Regions from separate parts of the Macaca mulatta genome. Here region 2 is linked to region 1. Evidence: chromatin contacts called from public Hi-C data. All regions are on one chromosome and are shown on one strand. Each heading gives the region's core, a stretch centred on a gene start, on an enhancer-like site or on the middle of the called end of the contact. The rest is flanking DNA. Distances are from core to core; before and after follow the strand shown. Region 1 holds the start of TMEM9B (TMEM9 domain family member B). Region 2 holds the start of AKIP1 (A-kinase interacting protein 1).

Region 1 (3,182 bases), core at 221-2,720:
ATTCCCCTTTTCCCTGGTCCCCACAAACACTGTATTGTTTTAATCTGTCTCCAGGTATAACGATAATAAGACAAAGTCCTTACCCTCAGAGAGCTCACAATATTTTGGTGGAGGTTTGAGTATAAAGGCAAAATGTGAAAACATAATTTTACTATAATGAGGTAAAGTTAAAGAGATTTGTGCAAACATAGAAGGGAGTGCACTTAAGTCAGGGAAGGTTTTCTGGCTTAGAAGACCCCTGACCTAAAGGAAAAGTAAGAGTTATCTAGATATGAGCAGGGCAGAACAAGAGAAACTGACCCCTCCACTTCGACTGAGTCACCTGAAATTATATTCATTTTTTGGCAGACATATACCTCCCCCAAACATTCGGCTCTAGTTGTGCCAGTTCTTCCCTGTCAGCCCTCTCCTTACCTTGGCCTGAGCCTTCATTGTCTCCAGTCAGGCAACTATCTCATAGTCACACTCCAGTCAGGGCAGCCACATTCTGTATTCTAGAACAGCACTTCCTAACAGCATTATAACATTTTCTAGTAGCCACATTTAAGAGGTCAAAAAACAAGTGAAATATTTTACTAATATATTTTATTTAACCCAATATATCTAAAATATTTAAACCATAGTTTTAAATTTTTGAAATATTTTACATTTTAAAAATACTGTCTTTGAAATTAAGTGTGTATTTTATACAGCACATTTCAATTCAGTCTAGCCACATTTCAAATGCTCAATTGCCACATGTAGCTAGATAGTGGTTATACCACGGAGCTCTAAAATGCTGCCCAGACTGAGCGTGGTTGGTGTTTCTCCATTAAACAGATGAGGCCCATCAGTCTGAGGCACAACTATGTATTTTCTCTAAGCCTCTGTACCCCCAAGGCCTTGAAAACAATTCGGAAGAGAAGACCTATGAGGTTTCAGGTACAGCAGGCACTCCCTTTAGATGCCAAGCCTAGACAACCCTAAACTGATGCCTAATGTGCAGCTGAATCACCTTTCAGCAATCAGATTCAGTGCCTCACCAACACATTCGACCCAGGGAGTCTCCAGTTTATCCTTTGGCCAGTAGAACACCCACTACAAAGTCTTGATAATTCATCAAAAGTGACAGCACCTTCACAGGGCAGTCTCGTGAGAGGATATCTAGCCCTGCCGCTCTGGTTCCTGTTGGGAACAATATCAGACACCTTCTTGTGTTAGATTCACATGAATCTAAGAATCACATGGGCGAAAAATATTCAGAGCATTCTGTTAAAACATTTCCACAAATTAGGAAAAGACCATCTTTAAAAATCTGTTCTTAGAGGTAAAAACAGGGGTATTACAGGGGGCATAATTTTAAATCTATTCCCTCATATTGAGCCAAGAACTACAAGCCCAGAGAAGGGAAGTGATTTGCCCAAGGTCATTCAACAAATCCCTAGTGGCTGTGATGATCCCTGCATCCTTGCCACTATCTCCCTTGTCTCCACTAACAAAAATGTTTCAATGGGAGAATGTGCCGATCTAAGGTACTCCTAAAGTACTCGCTGAGAATGACAGCCTTGGGGAGGCCAGTCGGCAGCCGTGAACAAGCACTGCCTTACCGGGGCGTGGCGCCCCAATTCGCCACCTCTTGGAGTCCTAGGCGGAGGATACTGCTGGGGCAGTTGTGTCGCCAATTCCACATCTCCCGGAGCCTGCCCCGGCCCAGCCCAGCCCCGCCGCTGTGACCCACTTCCTAGCTGCAGGCTGGACCAACGGGAGGCACACCGGGAGCTCCACAGGGAGGCCACGCCCACGAAGGCCGCTCACAGACTTAGAAAGCCGACGGGGTGCTGTGGCCAGGAAGCGTGTGGGCGGCAGGTTAGTACCGGAAGTGCAGAGACCACCCCCAACCTTTTGACTGGGAGAGAGCACCCCGGAAAAGCATGGCTTGGCCAGTTCCAGCCCCGTTTCCACGCTCAGCACCCGCCCTGCCTTTGCGCGAACAGCTCCGGCCCGCACGGGCCGCCGAAGGGCCCTGTGTGACACTTGGAGTTTGTTGGGGTCTCCGTGGGCGGGAGGACTTTCCAGCGCAATGGCGACTCCATAAGCCCGGCAGCTTCTGCGCCCGGGGAAGATATCCAAGAGCTGCAAAGCCCTACTGGGCCCAGGTTGCCACCCCAGAGGCCCCCTTCCCTGGGGCCTGGGGGAGGCCAGGACGGGCACCACGATATCCCAGCCTCCCTGCCCTTCGCACTGGGAACCGTTTCCGGGGCTTTTTGCATTTGACCCGGCGCGCGCGGTGACGCCTTCGCGTCCAGACGGAAGTGCGGGCGGAGGATCCCCAGCCGGGTCCCGAGCCTGAGCCTGAGCCCGAGCCCGAACCGGGAGCCGGTCGCGGGGGCTCCGGGCTGTGGGACCGCTGGGCCCCCAGCGATGGCGACCCTGTGGGGAGGCCTTCTTCGGCTTGGCTCTTTGCTCAGCCTGTCGTGCCTGGCGCTGTCCGTGCTGTTGCTGGCGCAGCTGTCAGACGCCGCCAAGGTGAGTCCCGCCCAGCCTCGCTCCTGACGGAAGCTCCTCCCCTGCCACCGGCCTTGCGGAAACTGGGTCTGCCAACTTGCTGCTCGGCCCATTCCTGACAGCCATACCCCTAGCCTCACAGCTCCGGCAAACCCCCGTTGCCACCAGCCGCGCCCCTCCCGACTGCCCGGCAGCACTCCCGCCCTCAACCCCGACAGCCAGGTAGTCAGCGCCCCACGGCCGTCCCCAGCCCCGACAGTGCCCACAGCCCGGACAGCAGCCCCCACCGCCCTGACATTTCCCTTCCCAGCCCCGTCTGCACGCACCTTACACTTGACAACCTTTTCACCTCCGAGAGCCTTTAACTTTCCACCCTAAGCCCTTGACAGTCCACCTGCGCCCTCCGGGCCAGCCTCACAGGCCTCGCATGCCCCAACCCAGAATGATAGGAAGCCCGCATCTGACCGAAGGCTTCCCTGTCAAGGGCCGGCTCAGTTCAGCTCACCCTGAACACTTCCCTTACTGTGGTGGGAACTTGCCCCTCCTGGCCTACTTCCCTCCCCATAGGACCTACGGAGCATCTCTCACCTGCTTCATATTCTCACCTAACTCCCTCCACGAGTCCCTTGGTCCCTTTCTTGCTTTCTCTCTTCCTGATAATTTAGTGGGTAATGGAAGAACCAAACTGCAACAGAGGT
Region 2 (3,014 bases), core at 485-2,984, 54 kb after region 1:
AGAGCAAGACTCTGTCTCAAAAAAAAAAAAAATAAATAAATAATAAAATAAAAATAAATAAACCCTAATATTTAACTTACTTGCTACGGAATTCAGCAAATAAGCTATTTTTCCCCCCACCAGACTGAAAGATCACTGAGGGCAGAAGACCTTTTCTGACTTTTCATAGCTATATTGTCAACTACAGAGTTAGGCATTCAATAAACATTGGTTGAGTGAATTCTAACTTGGATTTACCCCCTGGTTTAAGTCCTTGACTGTTTACAATCTGACCATGAAGGCTGGGCAGGAGAAACAGGTAGTCTCCAGATTCTCCTTAAATTCCAGAAGGATCCCCATTGTGGTCCATCAGCAGGTGATGGGACATAGCTTTGGTTCACACCAACTTACCCCACACTGACTTGAAGTATAGTCCATGAATTCAGCCATTGTTCTGAAGGAAGCACTAAGGGTTGGGGGCCTCTCTTCTCTCTATTTGAATAAATGGCACGTCACAGGTTAGATCTAGGATTCCCTACTGGAGAATAAAGCCATTTTGGAAATAGCCTCCTTTTTACTTTTCGAAAGGCTCTGCAAGTTTATGTCAGAAAGAACGATGTTACTGAGAAAGAATTCCAACCCTAAAAGATGGACATGCAATTTATCCAGGACCTAAGAGATAGGTTTGCAGGCTTTCCAGGCTTTCCTCTATTATCAGATGACGGCTGTAAGTTTTTTGTTTTTTTTTTTTGAGACGGAGGTTTCGCTGTTGTTGCCCAGGCTGGAGTGCAATGGCACGATCTCGGCTCACCGCAACCTCCGCCTCTCGGATTCAAGCGATTCTCCTGCCTCAGCCTCTCTAGTACCTGGGATTACAGGAATGCGCCACCATGCCCGGCTAATTTTGTATTTTTAGTAGAGACGGAAAGTTTCTCCATGTTGGTCAGGCGGTCTCGAACTCCCGACCTCAGGTGATCCGCCGCCTCGGCCTCCCAAAGTTCTGGGATTACAGGCGTGAGCCACCGTGCCCGGCCTTTTTTTTTTTTTTTTTTAAGTAACCAACCAGGGCTGAACACTACCGTTATTCTACAGCTACCCAACAAGAACCTGTCAAATATAAACAGTTTTAAAAGGACTTTTCCATTCATTGTCCTGATCCTTTCCAGCTTCCGCTAAGGGGAGGTTTCCTCAGGTGCTTCTGCGCTGCACGCCCCAGGCTCCCAGCGGGCTACAGCGGTGCGAATGACTGGGGCGGTCCCCAGCACGGCGACCCTCACCTCTCCCGGGAAAACGCGCTGCGGGCCGGCTGCCGGCTGTCTCTCTAGGTGGGGCGCCTCCCGGGCAAGGACCCCCATGCAGCCTTTGGGACGCTCCAGGGCATGCCAGTCCACCGCCCTCCTCTTGGCCCGCTCCAGCACTTCTAGAGCCAGCCTTGCTGAACGCTGCAGGGAACGTCGGTCCACCCCATTCAGCGCTGCGGCCGCCAAACAGTTGTCCATGGCTCCCTAAGTGCGCACATAACGTACAAACGCCGGCGGTTCAGCTGGGCCGCCGCAACCCTGCTCCAAATTCGGGTGGGAGCCCCAGCCTCGACCTCCCTGGAGACCACCGCTCCTGGTCCGCCCCCAACGCAAACTCCAGCGGGAGCCTAGCCAGGACGAGGCCTAAGCGCGCCCACCCCTTCCATTTCCATCTGCCCCTTCCGCTACTTAGGGAACCCCCTCACCCGGCTCACTCGTCAAGGCGCATGCGCGCAGCACTATCCTAGGAAGCGGGATGAGGCCTGGCGCTCCCGGCGGCGCCGGCGCAGTAGGGCCATTGGCGGAAGGCGCGAGAGGCGGGGCGGCGGGGCGGCGGGGCGGCGGGGCGGCGGGGCGGCGGGGCGGCGGGGCGGCGGGGCGGCGGGGCGGCGGGGCGGCGGGGCGGCGGGGCGGCGGGGCGGCGGGGCGGCGGGGCGGCGGGGCGGCGGGGCGGCGGGGCGGCGGGGCGGCGGGGCTGCCAAACACGCCTTCTGCGCAGCGGCCGTGGCGTCTGCGCGCGGGTTGCCTTGTTAACTGTTGAGCGCTGGAGGCGGGGCGCCGGTAGCTGGGAGCCGGGGGCCGGGGGCTGGGGACCGAGTTGAGCCAGCCTCCCAGGACATCTGTCCGCGCTGTCGGAGGAATCCCTGGGTGTGGAGCTGGCCCTTAGAGGGCTACTGCGCTGCTTAACTTGATGGACCTGGGGTATAAAGGCAGGTGGTCTCCTGGGGTACCAGCTAGGTAGGCAACATCGCGAGAACCCGTGTACACACACACACACACACACCAGCTAGGTAGGCAACATCGCGAGAACCCGTGTACACACACACACACACACACACACACACACACACCAGCTAGGTAGGCAACATCGCGAGAACCCGTGTACACACACACACACACACACACACACACACTCTCACTCACTCACTCTAACCAGGAGTGGTTATGGGGTACCAGCTAGGTAGGCAACATCGCGAGAACCCATGTACACACACACACACACACACACACACACACACACACACACACACACTCTCACTCACTCACTCACTCTAACCAGGAGTGGTTATGGGGTACCAGCTAGGTAGGCAACATAGCGAGAACCTGTGTCCACACACACACACAGTAGGAGGAGTGGTGGCGCGCATCTGTAGTCCCAGCTACTCGGGAGGATCGAGGTGGGAGGATCGCTTGAACCCGGGAAGCGGAGGTTGCAGTGAGACGAGATCGCGCCACTGCACTCCAGCCTGGGCGACAGAGCGAGACTCAGTCTCAAAAACATCATGGGGAACAAGGCAAGTGCCTCCAGCGCCTCTTTCTGCTTGGTCTACATTTTGGGGTGTCGCTACTTTTGTTTGAGTAGGTGATTAGGCCAAACTGTGTGGCTGCCAAGGTGGCCTTTGGAGAAGGGAACGGCTTGGGATGGAGGCGAGACGGAGGCGGGGTTGTCTGCAGATGTTCCTGGCCCCCAGGGCAGAGGGCGCCTGAGGAGTTGTAGGGTCTCTTATAATCCCT

What was found. A called contact is a pair of places that touch in the nucleus more often than the background predicts.
Region 2: a contact with region 1 is called in a Hi-C map of liver, with 2.0 times the contacts expected there. The contact joins the promoter of AKIP1 here to the promoter of TMEM9B in region 1. A contact is called at or near these places in 2 of 14 Hi-C or Micro-C datasets (cortical neurons and liver).

Annotation. Positions count from the first base shown.
Region 1 is chr14:56,564,255-56,567,436 of T2T-MMU8v2.0, forward strand. It overlaps TMEM9B (TMEM9 domain family member B), which reads left to right and starts at 1,471. Exons shown (of 5, transcript XM_015114906.3): 1 at 1,471-1,845.
Region 2 is chr14:56,617,601-56,620,614 of T2T-MMU8v2.0, forward strand. It overlaps AKIP1 (A-kinase interacting protein 1), which reads right to left and starts at 1,735. Exons shown (of 5, transcript NM_001194219.2): 1 at 1,257-1,735; 2 at 391-471. The coding sequence starts at 1,478.